Regions from separate parts of the Sus scrofa genome. Here region 2 is linked to region 1. The links are chromatin contacts, called in public Hi-C maps. All regions are on one chromosome and are shown on one strand. Each heading gives the region's core, a stretch centred on a gene start, on an enhancer-like site or on the middle of the called end of the contact. The rest is flanking DNA. Distances are from core to core; before and after follow the strand shown.

Evidence for each region. Hi-C and Micro-C count contacts between places; a contact is called where the count stands out from the background.
Region 2: a contact with region 1 is called in a Hi-C map of liver, with 4 times the contacts expected there. The contact joins the enhancer-like site here to the promoter of PLEK2 in region 1. A contact is called at or near these places in 2 of 5 promoter capture datasets (fetal liver and liver) and 2 of 47 Hi-C or Micro-C datasets (embryonic fibroblasts and liver).

What each region holds. Positions count from the first base shown.
Region 1 is chr7:91,131,127-91,135,069 of Sscrofa11.1, forward strand. It overlaps PLEK2 (pleckstrin-2), which reads right to left and starts at 2,084. Exons shown (of 9, transcript XM_001928435.4): 1 at 1,608-2,084. The coding sequence starts at 1,649. It overlaps LOC102163918 (a long non-coding RNA gene), which reads left to right and starts at 1,844. Exons shown (of 3, transcript XR_298825.3): 1 at 1,844-2,028; 2 at 3,822-3,932.
Region 2 is chr7:91,543,231-91,547,488 of Sscrofa11.1, forward strand. ZFYVE26 (zinc finger FYVE domain-containing protein 26) reads right to left here. Exons shown (of 42, transcript XM_021099396.1): 28 at 3,056-3,219; 29 at 1,684-1,820. Among named protein-coding and RNA genes, the nearest start is that of ZFYVE26, 45 kb to the right of the region's middle. Within about 2 kb of position 1,376, at least 4 of the 83 cell types and tissues checked have an H3K27ac peak or open chromatin away from gene starts, as enhancers often do. A contact at or near this core is called in fetal liver and liver, where this site is marked.

The DNA of each region.
Region 1 (3,943 bases), core at 834-3,333:
GGCTTTGGCTGGAATGTTCTTTAGGGACTTCAGCCAAGCCCCTCTGTGGGTTTTTGGGGCCAGACCATCCTCACGTCTCTGTACCCTGGACTGGGTGGACCATCCAGAAGAGAACTCACATCCTTCCTTCCCTTTAGCGCTCCCCTGACTCTGCGTGGTGGTGGTGTTGGCGGGGAATCATGTAGGTAGCCTCCAGGAACAGGGGGAGGCCCACAAAGTCCCTTCTGAGGGGGTTTGTCCTCAACAGGCCCCCACCAGGGCTCAGCTATTGCGACACAATCAACAGTGCCCATCAGACCCCCCTCCGCCCTCTCTCTCTCACCTCACCAGCTGCAGATAAATTTCCCAAAAGCTGTCTGAGTTGCTGCTGCCTCACAACCACGAGGAACCAGCCTAACATGTTAATCCCCGGGGCATGAATCAGGCGTGGAGTTTTGTAGCTGCTTGTATCCAGTCTGACCCTTGATCTGACACAGCTCCCTATGCCTCTTCCTGCTTAAGGTTTTGAGCAAACAACACACCCGCCCTCCTACGTCAAATAATGTGTAAAATAACATGGCTTATGTTACCTACTGGACCGAAAGCGATTTGGGTCTTCAGGGTTGATGTGGTGGCCAGGGGAGGCCGTGGGAGGGAGACCCCCTCCACCCCTTCATCCATTTCCCTCCCAAACTGGAAACTCAGTAGAAGAGCCAAAAGGCTCATCCTCAGATTTTATGCTCTGTTGTTAGGTTAGCATAAATGTTCAGTGGGAACATGAATGTTCCAAGAATTTTTAAAAACCGAATTTCCTCTTGTAATCACTTTTCCATTATTTTCTACCTTGATCTTATATATGGGGTTTCTGTCTGGACCCACTTGCTATGGGAAAGGCCACATGGGGTGACATGGAAGGACTGAGGCTGGAGGTTCCAGTCCCAGCTGTTATTAGGCCTGGGGTTCTGGGCAAGCCATCTCTTCCTGCCCTTCAGTATCCTCACCTATAATAGCAGGATAACAATACCCGCCCCGCAGTGGGCAGGAAGAGGTCTGGAGTCAGCCTGAGTGGGCTAGATCCCGATCCATCCCCCACTAGTCCACATCCTGGGCAAGCTGCTTAACCTCTTTGAGCTGTGTTTTCCTCTTGGAGAAAAGGGGGTTAATGTGGTATAACCCGCCTGTCGGATGGCCGGTAGGATTAAAGGAGACTAGTCCAGGACTGGTGCACACTAGGGCTGAAGAACCACAGGTTTCCTCCTGCCTATGGGTTATTGTATATATATATAGATGATGATGATGCGTTACACGGATGAGCACTTACGTTGTTTTAATACCATTTAAATACTCTATGTTTCATACTGAAGTTGTTTTACTTCATTTGTCCATTACGGTAGCCCCACCACCACCACCACCCCCGCCCCGTACCCCAACGCCCTTAGCCCAGCAGGATTCTCCTCCATGCCTTGCGATCTGGCCCTCTCTTTGAACTAAGCTCACCCCCAACCACCGTTAACACGACTCCCCCACACACGCAGTTCGGCCCCGCGGAGCCCCTGGCCGCCCCATCGTGGCTTAGGTGGGCGGGCGCCCGCCCCGAGCCGCTTCGGGAGAGTCTCCGGCGCGCTCACCCTCTTGACGAGGAAGCCCTCCTTGAGCACGCCGTCCTCCATGTCGCCGCCCGCGCGCCCTCCACGCCGCGCCGTCCCGCGCCTCCCGCTGCTCCGCGCGCCGCTCGCCGCCCGCTGCGCCCAGGAAGCACCTCCGACCCGGCGCCGCCGGCACCGCCCCCCTGGCCCGCGCCCAGAGCCCGAGGCCGCGGGGCCTCCCGGGCAGGAAGTCAGTCCAGGTCGGGATTTCTGACGTGGTTTCCCGCCGAAGGTGCCCGCGGGTCGGTGGTTAGTCCTTAGGTGCGGAGTCGGCCGGCTGTTCTCATCCCGCCCGGGTGTTGCTTCCCGAAGCCTCCTCCGTCCGCCTCGGCTCTCTCCATCCAGGTGCCCCCAGCGCGCTCTGCGCCTTTTACGCTTCCCGTTTTCGCCCAGCCTTAACCAGGTGCCTGCCCTCGACTAATAATTACGGAATTAAGCTGAAGCGAAAGGATTTCAAGGATTTGGTGTCATCCCCGAGCTCCGTAGAAGTGTGGGTGGGAAAGTGGTTAAGGTGGAACCAGGTTTTATTCCAGCCTCTGGTGGAGGCAGAGGAAAGGCTAGAGAGCTGAAGCTGCCATCATTGGGGCAAAATTTAAGGGCGTGTCAAGGAACTCAGTAATCTAGATAAGTAATATTTTAATACTTTTTTTTTCCTTTTTACTGCCACACCTGTGGCACATGGAAAGTCCTAGGCTGGGGTGAAATCTGAGCAGCAGCTGCGGGCCTACAGATCAGCCAGGGCAACACCAGATCTGATCTGCATCTGCTACCTACGCCTACAGCTTGCGGCAATGCTGGATCCTTAACCCACTGGGCTAGGCCAGGGAAAGAACCTACATCCTCACAGAGACAATGTTGGGTTCTTAAGCCACAGAGCCACAAGAGGAACTCCTTAATGCAATATTTTAAGATATTTTAAATTTTTAAATAAAAATTCATGCAAAAATATCCACAATGAACAAAATGTCAAAAATCTAAGCGAGGATTGGATGGACAACAAACTATATTGGAGCTTGAAAAAAAGGAAGTATTGGTAATGCTTTTTCTTTTTTGAAATTTTTATGAGAGTATAGTTGGTTTACAGTGTTGTGCCCATTTCTGCTGTACAGCATAGTGTAATACTGATCCTGTCTAGTAGTCCTTAGAGCACAGTTTATTCATTGTTTGCACTGCAGTGTAAAGGGCCCCGTTAGGACTGTTCAGCAGGACGGGAAAGGCCCCAGGATGCCTAAAAGGGAAGAGAAAGGTGCCCCAGGCTGTGGAAGGCCAGTCATACCTTTTGGAACCAGCTGCACACTCATTGCCCTGCCCCGGAAATGGCCCATTTCAGCGTACAGACTGACTTTTGGATCTCAGAGTCCAAAAGCAAAAAGCAGTTGGGGCTTCCCCTCCATTTCAGAATGAACATCGGCTCAGCACCTTCTAAAGCCAGGCCTATATTGGGTGCTGGGTTCTATTTAATGCACAGCAACTTCATGAGATGAGTTTATTATCCCATTCTTTCCAGCTGAGGAAACTGAAACTTGGAGTAGTTAAATAACTTGCCCAAGGTCACACAAGCTCAGATTTTAACCCCAGGGCCCTTATTGCTCAGGCCATGAGCTGGGAAGAGGAGGAAAGAATAATCTGAGCTATGAAAACTTGCTAGGCTCAAACCCGGGACATGAGAGGTTGGAATGGGAAATTCTTATCCTTTTTGGCTCTAACTATGGTCTATTATTCTCCATCCTCCTCCCAGAGGCTGGGAGCAGCCACTTGGCACAGAGGCTGTTTTGGCCTTACCTAGACACAATCTTCTGAGGCTTAGAAGAGGTGGCACTTTCTTTGGCAAGAGGGATTCCTGAATGAGTTCACAGAAATGGAAAAGGGAGAAAGACTGGTTCTCTCTCCTAGCAGTGTCCCTACTAGGAGGGAGCTAAGGCTTCTGCATACTTAGAACCTTTTTCTTGTCCTGGGGCAGCCCCTGGTCCAGCCACTTTGAATCTGACTCACTGGACCCAGGGCGTGACTCACACTCCCTCCTCCCCTGGCAGTGGTGGCTGAGCCACCAGGGAACCACACTGACATAAGCCCGACTCCACCACAGGAAGAGGATGGAGACAGAGGAAGCTGACAGTGGTGAACAGCTGAGACTGGAGGAAGGGAGGAGAGAAGGGAAGGAAACTCAGGACCAAAGAACTTGTCTTGCTTTTCCAGGGAGACACTTCTCCTCTCCCGCTCAGGGCCAAAGACCGATGTGGAAAGGATCCTGACTTGCTTGAAAGGGCCAGCTAATGTCTAGGATGTGAAGCTGTAGAGAACTATAAGGTCAGTATTTG
Region 2 (4,258 bases), core at 126-2,625, 410 kb after region 1:
CGTGTTGTTGTGGCTCTGGTGTAGACCAGCGGCTACAGCTCCGATTGGACCCCTAGCCTGGGAACCTCCATATGCCATGAGAACAGCCCAAGAAAACGGCAAAAAGACAAAAAAAAAAAAAAAAAAAAAAAGCTCCATTAAAACAAACACAGTTTGATCCAGCAATCCCACTCCTGGGAATCTATCCAGAGAAAACCATGACTCGAAAAGACACATGTACTCCAATGTGCATTGCAGCACTCTTTGCAATAGCCAAGACATGGAAACAACCTAAATGCCCATCGACAGAGGAGCGGATAAAGAAGATATAGTACATATACACAATGGAATATCACTCAGCTATTAAAAGGAAAGAAATAATGGCATTTGCAGCAACATGGGTGGATCTAGAAATTATCATGCTAAGTGAAGTTAGTCAGACAGTGAGTCACCAACATCAAACGCTATCACTGACATGTGGAATCTAAAAAAAGGACACAATGAACTTTGCAGAACAGATACTGACTCACAGACTTTGAAAGACTTATGGTTTCCAAAGGAGACAGGTTGAGGGGTGGGAGGAATGCATTGGGGGTTTAGGACAGACATGCTATAAAATTGGGTTGTGATGATTGTTGTACAACTATAAATGTAATAAAATTCATTGAGTAAAAAAAAAAAAAATGTACTTAGTGCTGAGACTGAAAAAAAACACCAAACATAAAAATGCTATTGCACCATTGAACAGAATGTAAAATCTATTCAAGTCTGTTAGTAAAGTTGAAGTAAGTTTGCTTTTTTTTTTTTTTTTTTTAATCTTCTTGCCTTTTCTTGGGCCGCTCCCGCGGGATATGGAGGTTCCCAGGCTAGGGGTCCAATTGGAGCTGTAGTCGCCGGCCTACACCACAGCCACAGCAACTCGGGATCCGAGCCGAGTCTGCAACCTATACCACAGCTCACGGCAACACCAGATCCTTAACCCACTGAGCGAGGCCAGGGATCGAACCTGCAACCTCATGGTTCCTAGTCAGATTCGTTAATTGCTGAGCCATGACGGGAACTCCCAAAGTAAGTTTGCTTTTGGATAGTGGCTTTGGCTCATATCCCCAGATGCTCTGAGGGTCTTCGTTTCACTCTCCTTTGCCACTAGAAGTGGTGGAAAAAACTGAACAATACTGGGCTGGCAAACACCGTTTTGGGCTGTTTTGCCAGAGGTGTGAGCAGTTTCTGAGATTTGTCAGTAGGTGATCTGTGTATCGGAAAGTGTGGGGGCTCTTCCAGTTGTGATAACAAGCCAGAAGACTAGCTAGATGAGAGTTGACCCAAGGGAGGCCTAAAGCCAGTAGGTAAATATGTCTTTTCCAGCTGAGACCAAATGGAGCAAGAGAGGTTGGAAAACAGGTGAGGTTGTTGGCAAAATGAGATCTATGGCCTGAGTCAGGGCACAGGCCAAAGGACCTTGTGTGCTAATCTCAGAGAAAACATTATGTAAGAGCTCTGAACTCTGCTTCTTCTGACTCCTGCTTCCTTTCTAGAAGTTTCTCTAAGGTCAAACATTACACTGTAGTGTGATGTGCAATGAAACCTTTTTGTAATTGCTCAGATTTGAGATGCTCTCCACAGTGAGACTCCTAGGAGCGTAAGGACCTGGCGGGGAGCATGAAGGGGTCAACAGGAGCAGCAGCCTGGCTGCAGGACACTCACTCTTTATTGAAGTAACTGTAGCACTGGTCACACACGCGCGTGGGGTTCTCTCTGCAGCCTTCCACCACCATTTTCTTAGTGGAGCAGGAACTGCACACTAGCCGGCCACAGCGGCGGCAGTGATGACGCCTGTTAAACTGAGCAGTGTCACCGGGAAGAGAAGGAAGAGGAAGGACGAGAAGGTGAGATTGCAGGAACTGCGAGCACCTGTCATCCCACTTATCCTTGGAATTAGCCACCTGTGACTTCTATCAGGTGCCTGGGCCTCCGCTGAGAAAGAGCAGACCAGTCCCTGCCTCCAAGAAGCTGACATTTAAGGACCTCTCTCAGCTGATGGGCAAAGATGCCCATGCCATGGACAGTTCTTCAATAGCTCCTGACAAGTCCCACCTGCCTCTGGGGGCGAAGTTGGGGGACACGGCAAAGAACCGTGGGAAAAAGTGACTTTCTCAGCCAGGGCAGATCACATTTCTACATGGTAGTGATGATGATGAAAAGGTGTCCTTTTTCAAGATTCTCTTACAAATACTGCCTTGTTTCATCATAAGGGTTTGAGAGTGGCGTTACATCTCCTTTATAGAGAGAAATTACATCATCGTTTTCATCAGTGCTAAGCTATTATGCCAGTTAGGTACTGTGTTAAGTGTGGTAACATTTGTTACTATAGTTACTCCTTATAGCTCCATGAGTCAAATAATAGATCATCCCTAGTTTACAAGTGAGAATCTGAGACTGAAAAAGTTAAGAATGACATTGTGAGTAAGAGGCAGAGCTAGGAGGAGAACTGAGGTCCTTTGGCTCCAGTACATAAACCCATTACTAGGTCACCTGTCTGTCTGTCTGTCTTTCTTACTTTTTTTTTTTTTTTTTTTTTTGCTGCATCTGCAGCATATGGAAGTTCCTGGGCCAGGGACCTACATCTCATTTGTGGGAATGCTGGTCCTGAACCCACTGCGCCAGGCTGGGGATCAAACCTGAACCATCTTAGAGACAACGTCAGATCCTCAACCCACTGTGCCGCAGTGGAAACTCCCACCAGGTCACCTGTCTTACTGTGAAAGACGCAGGAGCTGGAAACAAGATCTCCTGATGTTTGGTGACTCTTCCTGCAATACCACTCAGCCTCTTTTCATTTATTTTACGGGGATGGTGGAGACGGTAGAATTTAAGGCTACCTGAAGGTGTCTACCATCTGTCTGAATGCAGAAAATACCATCTGGACAGGTCAAAGATAACCCCAGGGCCTTAGATCTGGTAGTTCTTTGGAACATACCCATATCTGCCCGGGAACCGGAGGTGACTCTAAACTGAGGTGAACTGGAGTTTTCCTTTCATTTCGCCTGCAGCTAAAGTGGATACGGATGCTGCTTACCATGGTGAAGCGCTCCCTGCAGCAAACCATGCAGAGGCTCTCAGTCTCATCTGGTACCCACTGGTGCCTGGCAGGGGGTGTTGCTGGGGGCACAAACTCCAGTGGCGGCTGACTCTGTGGCAAGCTCCTCTCCCTTGGACTTGGGGAACGTACAATGGGGACACCTAGGAGTCAGAGCCAGAAGTCAGAGAGAAAGGTGATCATAGTCCAGCTAATAAATGAGGAAGGAACGCGAGAATTAAAATCACATCACTTGACAATCCCCTACTGAAATCACAGCTCCAGTTAGTGATCATCAATGGCTGAAGGCAAGAGAGGCAACTGGACACCCCGCCTCCTGATGGAAGGTCCACGACCACCTATCAAATATACTTTCCAAAAAATGTTAGGCCTGAATCAGATCAAGCTTCTAGATCATTCTACCAGTGTACTGGAAATAAAGGGTCTGAGACCCAGATGGCCAGAGGATAGCAATCGGCAAAAATCCGGCATGTGGGAAGCTCTACAGGTCATTTGACCCAGTTCTCTCTAAAATAAAAAAGAAGAAGGGGGCAAAAAGAAAGTAGGGAAACTACTGATTTTTTAAGAGACTTAAGAGATATTTTAATCCAATGTCCTGAGTGGACCTTGATCTTGATTCTAGAAAAGACCAGTTCTAAAAAAATCCTTATGAGATAGCTGACTAGACAGTTGATAATAAAAGGAACCATTAATTTTGTTGTCAGAATGAGAATGACATATGGTTTTGTTTTATAAATGTTCTTATCTTTTAGAGATATAGACTATTTTATTTATAAAAAAGTGGTATAATATCTAGGATTAGTTTCAAAATACTCCAGGAAAAGGACAGGGGTACAGATGCAACAAGAATGGTCACACTGAGATGGTAAAAACTTCGGCTGGGTAACAGGTATAGGAGACCTCATTACACTATTCTCTCTACTTTTGTGTACTGTAAGTTTTCGATAACAAGCTAAAAAGGAGTTCCCTGGTAGCTCAATGGGTTAATGATCCAGGGTTTTTACTGCTGTGGCTCTGGTTACTGCTGTGGCACGGGTTTGATCCCCGGCCCAGGAACTTCCGCATGCGACAGGTGCGGCCCCCAAAAAAACAAACAAACAAAAAAAAGAGACAGAAGAATCAGAAAATCAGAAAGAATAAGTCAAGACTAAGCTAAAAAATGGGTATCTCTCAGAACTTGTT